Linked DNA regions of Gossypium hirsutum: region 1 is linked to region 2. Evidence: chromatin contacts called from public Hi-C data. All regions are on one chromosome and are shown on one strand. Each heading gives the region's core, a stretch centred on a gene start, on an enhancer-like site or on the middle of the called end of the contact. The rest is flanking DNA. Distances are from core to core; before and after follow the strand shown.

Region 1 (3,926 bases), core at 93-2,592, 190 kb after region 2:
ACAATTTAATTCTCAATGTGGGAAGCTCGGCTACTATCTTCAAAATTATGATAGCAAGCCCTTGAAATTGTGACACCTACTTGGGATATTTTATAAAACTTTTCTTTGTGGTCCTTAATCGACTCCTAGATGGTATTAAGCTTTTTTAAGCTTGTATTTGACTCAGAAATGATTATTTATTGTGTTTGATACGTGTAATACTTGTATATGAATGTTTAACGATGGAATTAGTATATAGTTTATCATAGTTGCTCCGACAATGAATATGACACCCTGTAGCTCAGACCTGGTGATCAGACTGGGTATGGGGTGTTACAAATGTGCTTAGCATACTCAAGATTTGCAACGTTATCACTAGAAGATGAAACAAGAACTTTCGATGGAACAACAACTGACCAATCAAGAAATCTTTCCAAGCCATGACTTTTAATAGTATGAAGCACTTGTTGCTTCCCAAGTAAAAAGTTCTTTCATTCAAGCAAACATTCACATGTTTGTTAGAAAATACCTAACTAATCTTGCTCGCAGGAATAACATGATCAGAACTTGATACCTTTGTAAGTCGAATCTCAATATCACTTACCACGATCGAACCACAAGCCTGCATCAAACATCGGAACTGGCAGAAATACAATACAAGAATAACGAACAAACAAACAACAAATAAGAACAAAGTATAAGAGAATCAAACTTCTTTATTGATGAATCACCTAAGCTTCACAATAAGCCAACTTAAAAAGTTATAGTCTCCTTCACATATCACAACTATATACGTAACTAACTTAACTAACCAAGTCAGTTAGCAACAGACTTAACAGATAATTGTCAGTTGTTGCTTGCCAACCATCACCTTTTCTACACTTGATTCATATGCTTTTAATAGAAAGGGGTCAATCTATACTGAAGTAAAACTGAAGTAGTTTTATACACTTTATAATTTTTTGTACGATTAATATTTTAACAATTTGATCGTCATATTTTATATTCAATTTATGTTGATCATACATGCTAAGTTTTGGTTAAATTAAAAATGTCTAATTATTACTTTCAAATATAAAATATATAATTATTTATTTTATGTAAAAAAATTTCAACAATTAAATATATATTAATAAATATAATATTTTATATAGGTACGATAGAAATATTGAATCGATTCAAAAATTTACATGTATAATAAATATAATTGTATATTTATATTTTGTAAATCTAATAATTAAATTATTAAAATATTAATAGTAAAAAAAATTAAAAAAATCTTGGCTAAAAGTATCTGTCTTTCTTTTTTTCTTTTTTAATTAATAAGGTTCATTTAATTACTTCTCCGATAGTTAGGAAAAGAGCATTGAACATTTTTTTTTTCCAAAATTACCAATTTAATGGACGACATCGTAAAAGTAAAACAATTCTTTTACAAGAAAAAGAAAAAAAAATATCTCCCTTGCCGGAGATAGTGTACTGCAAAATAAGACACGCTTCTTCTCCTTATCCAAACCCTCCTCCATAAAACCCCTGCAAACAAACCCCATTCTTCAATGGCAACCTAACCCAAAATCTCCATTTCCCGTAATTAAAAGAAATGCTTCAATCTTTTAATTCAACGAATTCTTCAATGGAACTCTCATCATCTCTTACACCCTTCTCGAAAAAGCTCTCCGATATCTCATTCTCTTCATCCCTCTCCCCCTTCCCACTTCAACTCTACCCACAAACATCAAAACCCAAAAACCTCCGCGTCCTCGCTGTTGCTGTCGGCCCATCGCAAGAGCTTCCCAGAAACAGCCCGCAAAGACTCCTAAAAGAGCTTGCCCATCGTAAAAAAGCCACAGCTCCAAGGAAAAAAGTACCTCCAAAAAGGTTCATACTGAAGCCTCCCCTCGATGACAAAAAACTGACAGAAAGATTCCTAAACAGCCCACAATTATCCTTAAAACAGTTCCCTTTGTTAAGTTCTTGCCTGCCTTCTTCAAAGCTTAACACTGCTGACAATACTTGGATAGACGAGTATTTGCTTGAAGCTAAGCAAGCTTTGGGGTATCCTTTGGAGAAATCTGATGAATTGGGAGATGATAATCCGGCGAAACAGTTTGATACTCTGTTGTATTTGGCGTTTCAGCATCCTTCTTGTGATAGGACTAATGCTAGGCACGTTAGGTCGGCTCATTCCAGGCTTTGGTTTTTGGGGCAATATGTACTGGAGTTGGCTCTGGCGGAGTTTTTCTTGCAGAGGTATCCGAGGGAATCGCCGGGGCCAATGAGGGAAAGAGTGTTTGGTTTGATTGGGAAGAGGAATTTGCCTAACTGGATTAAAGCTGCTAGCTTGCAGAATCTAATCTTTCCTTATGATGATATGGATAAATTGATTAGGAAAGACCGGGAACCTCCTGTGAAGTGAGTTTTTCTTCTGTTTATCATTTGACGAATAATTTGCTTAGTAGATCTTGACGTGTATAATTCATAAATTTCTGAATTGCTATATATTTGTTTGAACTTGAGGGTACGTGGGGGCAGGTGTTGAATTTTCATTTTGGGAATTGGTGCACCTAGCTTTAGTCTCACATACCATGGCATAGAAATAAAACCATTGCATTCCTCTTGCCTTTAGCTATGATGTTTTGACCGCTTTTACTTGCCCATGGTTGTTGCCTTCTAAGTATCATTACTTGTAGAATTTTTGTTTCTTGAATCCATGCTAGGTTAACTTTGGACTTAATCCTGTGCATTTTAGCTGTGTTGCTCCAACTCTTTCTTTTTTCAAGTACCCGTGTTCGACACTGGTGTCTGGCGTATATCAGGACACGGTTTTGGTGATGAGTCCCTCCAAGACTCTCCAAATACATGGAAAAGCTTAAAAAGAAAGGAACATACCCATGTCAAACTCAAAATTGTATATGGCTCACACTTAAGTCCAAGTAATATAGCCTTTTTAGTTTTTAGGCTGCGCTTTCAGCAAGCCAGGCATCAATATGCACTAGGCACATTCTTCTGTTGTTCTTATGGCTGCATACCAGTTTTGCATGGCAACATGATTTGGAACTGATAGCATGTGACGAAATAAGGCTATCCATATTTGTTAAGAAAATGATATTTTCACGGTTGGACTTAGAATTTAGCTGCTTAGTGGTTGCAGCTGCACTGCTCAAACATATATCTGAATGTTACATGGTTCAAACCCTAACTTGCTCAAACATACTACGTCTTAGTAAATGCTGCATTATGTTTCTTTTGTGGTCTAGATAAAATAAAAACAGAGTCAAATCGGAGGCATATGATAGGATTACTGTGCTATTAAGGTGACTGCAGTAGGATGGAGTTGCCATCATTATTATGCATAATCTTTGTTATCTGCTAGTGATGGAGCTACCAAGTTTACTTGTATTTATTGACACCCTGCTTTACTCTTTAAAATCTTTACTTTGTGAGGTTGAGAAAGGGGTTTTGCATATTAAGCAATTTATTTGCTATTATCTTTTTGTCAGTATGTATGATTTATTGAAGAGATAATCTCAGTTTTCTATTTTTAACTACAAATGCATGGCTAGAATAACATCAGGACAGAGAAGATCCAAAAACTTAGAAGTCATGGAACGCTGCTAATATTGGTTTAAACAATACAATAAAAATGTCAGGTTATGGGTAGGAAAGCTGATGGATGTCTTATATTGCAATACGTCAGTGGCAAATATATATAGGTATATGCCTTGTTTTTAATGGGTAACATGTACCAGTAAGCCTTAGCTTACTGGCTGGAAGAAAATATTAGCTGTCGTATGAGAAACTGTTTAAGAATGGATAGATTATGTCATGCTGCATGAGTTCATATCACTTGATGCTTTGGGTGGTGGGACTGTGAGATATCTGAAATAGACTGATTACACGTGTGTGTATTGGCTAATAATTTATGTTATTTTGGCCAGGTCCGTCTT
Region 2 (3,807 bases), core at 1,182-3,681:
CGCAGGCCTCCCTCGAGAGTTTCTGGCAATCCATTAAACTGCAAACTTTCTTCCTCTCCATGTCAGTAATAGTGGGGTGGGCCTATTGATTGTAATCAAATCAGTGAAGGAATATATGTATGGTGGATCAAAAAGATCATAAAATTAACAATTATATTGAAAAGTTGTGAATCTTGATAGTAGTAATATTATCTTGTATGCAAATGCTTCAAGATCACCATTACTGCTATGTGTACAAAGTCTTGGAATAAAGTTGCAGCAGATTCTTAAGATGGAGATTTATGTACCTTGAGGTAGATATCTATGGCTCTATACATCCCATCCTCTGTTACCCTGGATTGTTCCGGAATGAGTTCAGCAAGACCGATGAATTTCGAGATAGGTAGATTACGGTCAGATGCTATTTCAGCTAGGTAGCTCTCCATTAGCTTTCCCACCCTTTCCATGTCACTTGGTGGGGGAGAAATGTACTCATCATCTTCTTTGTATCCAAAATGGTGGCCTTCAGTTTCATATTCAACGTAGTTCGTCAGGATCCGCTGCATGGTGTCCACATCAAATAATGTATCGCCGGTAACAGAATATGCAGGAATCAAGAGATCATCCAAAACAGCCTGTCCTAATTGCAAGGCCATCCTTCTCTCCAAATCAAGTCGACAAGCAACAGTTGTTTCAAGGTATATCGCTGCACGAAGCAACACTGATAGAAAGCTTACGGACATCGCATTTTTCTCCCTAGGCAGAAGACTCACTATGGTTTCCAACACAACCCTTTTCTCGTGTTCTTGTCGCGGCTCAATTTTCTTCCTCCCCTTTCCAAATACTTCCTGCATGAAAAAAAGAGTCTGCACTTTAGACATCAAACATATATCTAGTAAAGAAGTCCATCATGTTGGTATGGGTGTCTCACCAAACCTCTAAGAGCCTTTTGTGCATAAAGCATAAGCACTGGACCAAGATCATATTGTTTAAACCCTCTTGCTACCATTGCAATAAGAACCCGTTGGAAGATGTCGATTCGAAGAACAGCTAAATCTTCAGCCCACCAATCGACAATTGATCTCGAGTTAGTGGTTGTCAAAGAAATGGTACTATCATTGCCACTATCAGACCTGCTAGACATATAAAACTGGCTCTCTTTGCAAGCTAAATACGCGATTGCGTCAATGCACCGGCTCACTAATTTAACTTCCTCTGCAATAGGGAGGAGGCTTTCAGACATATGTAACACAGAAACTGCTCCTGCTAGACTCTTAAGTGCCACTTCATTCAAGTAGGCTTCAGTTCTTCCCACAAGATTTCCGACTGCATAGTCCTCAGTCATCTCGAGATACTCGGCCGCACATCTTAGCATGGCAATGTTTTCGCTGCTTATCTCGAAATTTATCCCATAACAGAATTTAGCTGCTAGTTCAAATGAATCTGCTCCACCTGGAACATTGGGGATTTCTATGATTGAATGATCAGCATCATTGGATTCCGATACAACTTTTCTTACGTATCCAGACTTAGATATTAATGGAAACTGCAATTCAAGTAGGAAATAAGTTCAAAAAGTGCACGGTTCTGCCATATATACAACAAAATATAGATGCCAACTTGTCTATAAATGGTACTAAATAAATACAAACATCAACTGTGTCCAATTAAGCGACCATGGTTACAACACTACGGCTGCTTGTCATTCTGATAAATGGAAATACATGAATTAAAGTGTTTGATTTCTACCTTATGCAGTGAGAAAGAAACTCCTCCAACTTGGACAGTGACATCACTGGGAATCTCCTGAGAGAAAATCCTGGAAAAAACAACAAAGAGATCAGGTTATCAACTTCAGCAGCCACTTCATCAAAAATGATCCCTGTTACTGAAAGAAAAGGGGATAATACTGATACCACTCGCTGGTTCTCTTCATGGCTGTGGAAAGAAGCTCCTTTTTAGATGACATGTTAAAACTAGTAGGTGCAATCTCCTCCTTAACAAAATCCACCATGGAACACACTCAACTGATTTTACCATGATCTTATCTCTATCTCCATCAAGCCATAGATAATGAGAACCTTGGCAGTTGGCACAGAGAAATTCGGACACGATGCTTATAACTTTACAAGGTTGTAAGGAAGCAACAAAAACATGTCATTTCCTTCAATGTTTTGTCTCTTCTTCTTTTGCCTTGAATGTTTAAATGAGAAGCAGAAGCAGGAGCTATCATCTCTCTAAATCTCTAATGAAACTGCATTATCTAACTTCAGCCTTACAAAAAAAGCCATCAGAAATGGGGAATTCCCAAAACTAGGCCTCACAAGGAAACTAGAGGGCAGGGTGTACGGTGGACAAGGTTTAAAATGAGTGGCAATTTTGGTAATAGTGGAATGAAATGAGGTGAGTGTATAAGAAGATAGATGAAGATTAACAGCGTGTGGTGTGGGTTATAGAGATGAGATGGCTCCAACTTCCTTGGCGGCTAAAGGTCGAAAGCTTGTAAGTGGGAAATATTCCCATCCACAAATGTTCCCATCTATCTCTGATAAAATTTTATGTTTTAGTTTTTACAGGATATTTAAAAGATTTAATGTTCTAACTATTTTTAAATATGTTACTCTTATATTGTTTTACAGTGTAATAATGGAGAAAACATTTTTGACTACTTTTGTAGTCATCATATTAACATTCCAAGTCTAGCCCTTGTGTAATTGGTGATGTGAGCGACAACTTGTTCGCCACTGTAACTAGTCTCCAATCAGCAACAGTAGGAAAATGGAAGGAAATTGTTTGAAAAAGTTTTCCACATTAACAGGCCTAAACTAAAATTGCATCTCTCTTATCCATCCATGGGTGATGTTGAGATGACACATGTCGATGGGTTTCTATTCTGAAAAATGATAGAAGAGATCAGTTTGTCCCTACATTTTGAAGGCAGCAGATAACTGGGTGTCTATTTGCTAAAGTTGGGTAGAAATTCTCAGAAACTAATGAAAAGCATGATCATCTGTTTTACGCAATTTAAATTAAGGGTCCCCTTCATAACGTTGATAGTTGATTTGGTCGCCAATCCATGGTAAGATTTGATATGAAGTAGTGGGATTATAATTCATATCCATTTCACAGCTATTCCCGGCCCCATCCTTTGGATTTTCTGGTTATACCAACATTAAAAGGATTTTCGTATTTAGTTGCAGGCAATTGTCCCATTTTCTCAACTATTATGTTATTCTATCAAATTTTGACTCTTGGTGCAATCAAGTTAAAAGGACTAATGCTAATGGGCACCATAGCTACTGGAAACTTTTACACATTAAAAACGGGGTAATTTAACCATGAAATGCAAAAGCTTAAGTTATTAAATGCCTTCTTTTAATAATTCCCGGCTATTTCATCAAATATGCAGCTCAATTCTTGAAATTTATTTATTTTCTCCTTATACTTTAACACACTAAGCTACTCTTCACCTTGTTCACATCAACATTATTTTCTTCCTAAGAAAACGTACGTTTTTTTTATTTTTTTATTTAAGGGTTATGTAAATATTATGAATAGTTCTAGACATTTTAATATTTTTGACTCAATTCATAATACTATTTAAATTTGTCATTAATCGGACAACGTGACAATTATAAAAAAAAGACTTAAATCATAAAATGGTACCTAAATTGTACTTTTTTTTCTCAAGTTGCTATTTATTTATTTATTTATTTATTTGGTAACATAGTATAGTTTAATACCACTTGTAACCAAAATTAATTTAAGTACCAACTTGAGAAAATAGGTATAGTTTAGATAACATTTTGTGATTTAAGCCTAAAATAA

Evidence for each region. A called contact is a pair of places that touch in the nucleus more often than the background predicts.
Region 1: a contact with region 2 is called in a Hi-C map of leaf, with 2.4 times the contacts expected there. The contact joins the promoter of LOC107925611 here to the promoter of LOC107934374 in region 2. A contact is called at or near these places in 10 of 34 Hi-C or Micro-C datasets (callus, hypocotyl, leaf and 1 more).

Annotation. Positions count from the first base shown.
Region 1 is chrA12:29,383,362-29,387,287 of Gossypium_hirsutum_v2.1, forward strand. It overlaps LOC107925611 (ribonuclease III domain-containing protein RNC1, chloroplastic), which reads left to right and starts at 1,343. Exons shown (of 5, transcript XM_041084274.1): 1 at 1,343-2,391; 2 at 3,918-3,926. The coding sequence starts at 1,580.
Region 2 is chrA12:29,187,348-29,191,154 of Gossypium_hirsutum_v2.1, forward strand. LOC107934374 (BTB/POZ domain-containing protein SR1IP1) reads right to left here and starts at 2,432. Exons shown (of 5, transcript XM_016866800.2): 1 at 1,896-2,432; 2 at 1,729-1,798; 3 at 911-1,525; 4 at 288-827; 5 at 1-82. The coding sequence starts at 1,993.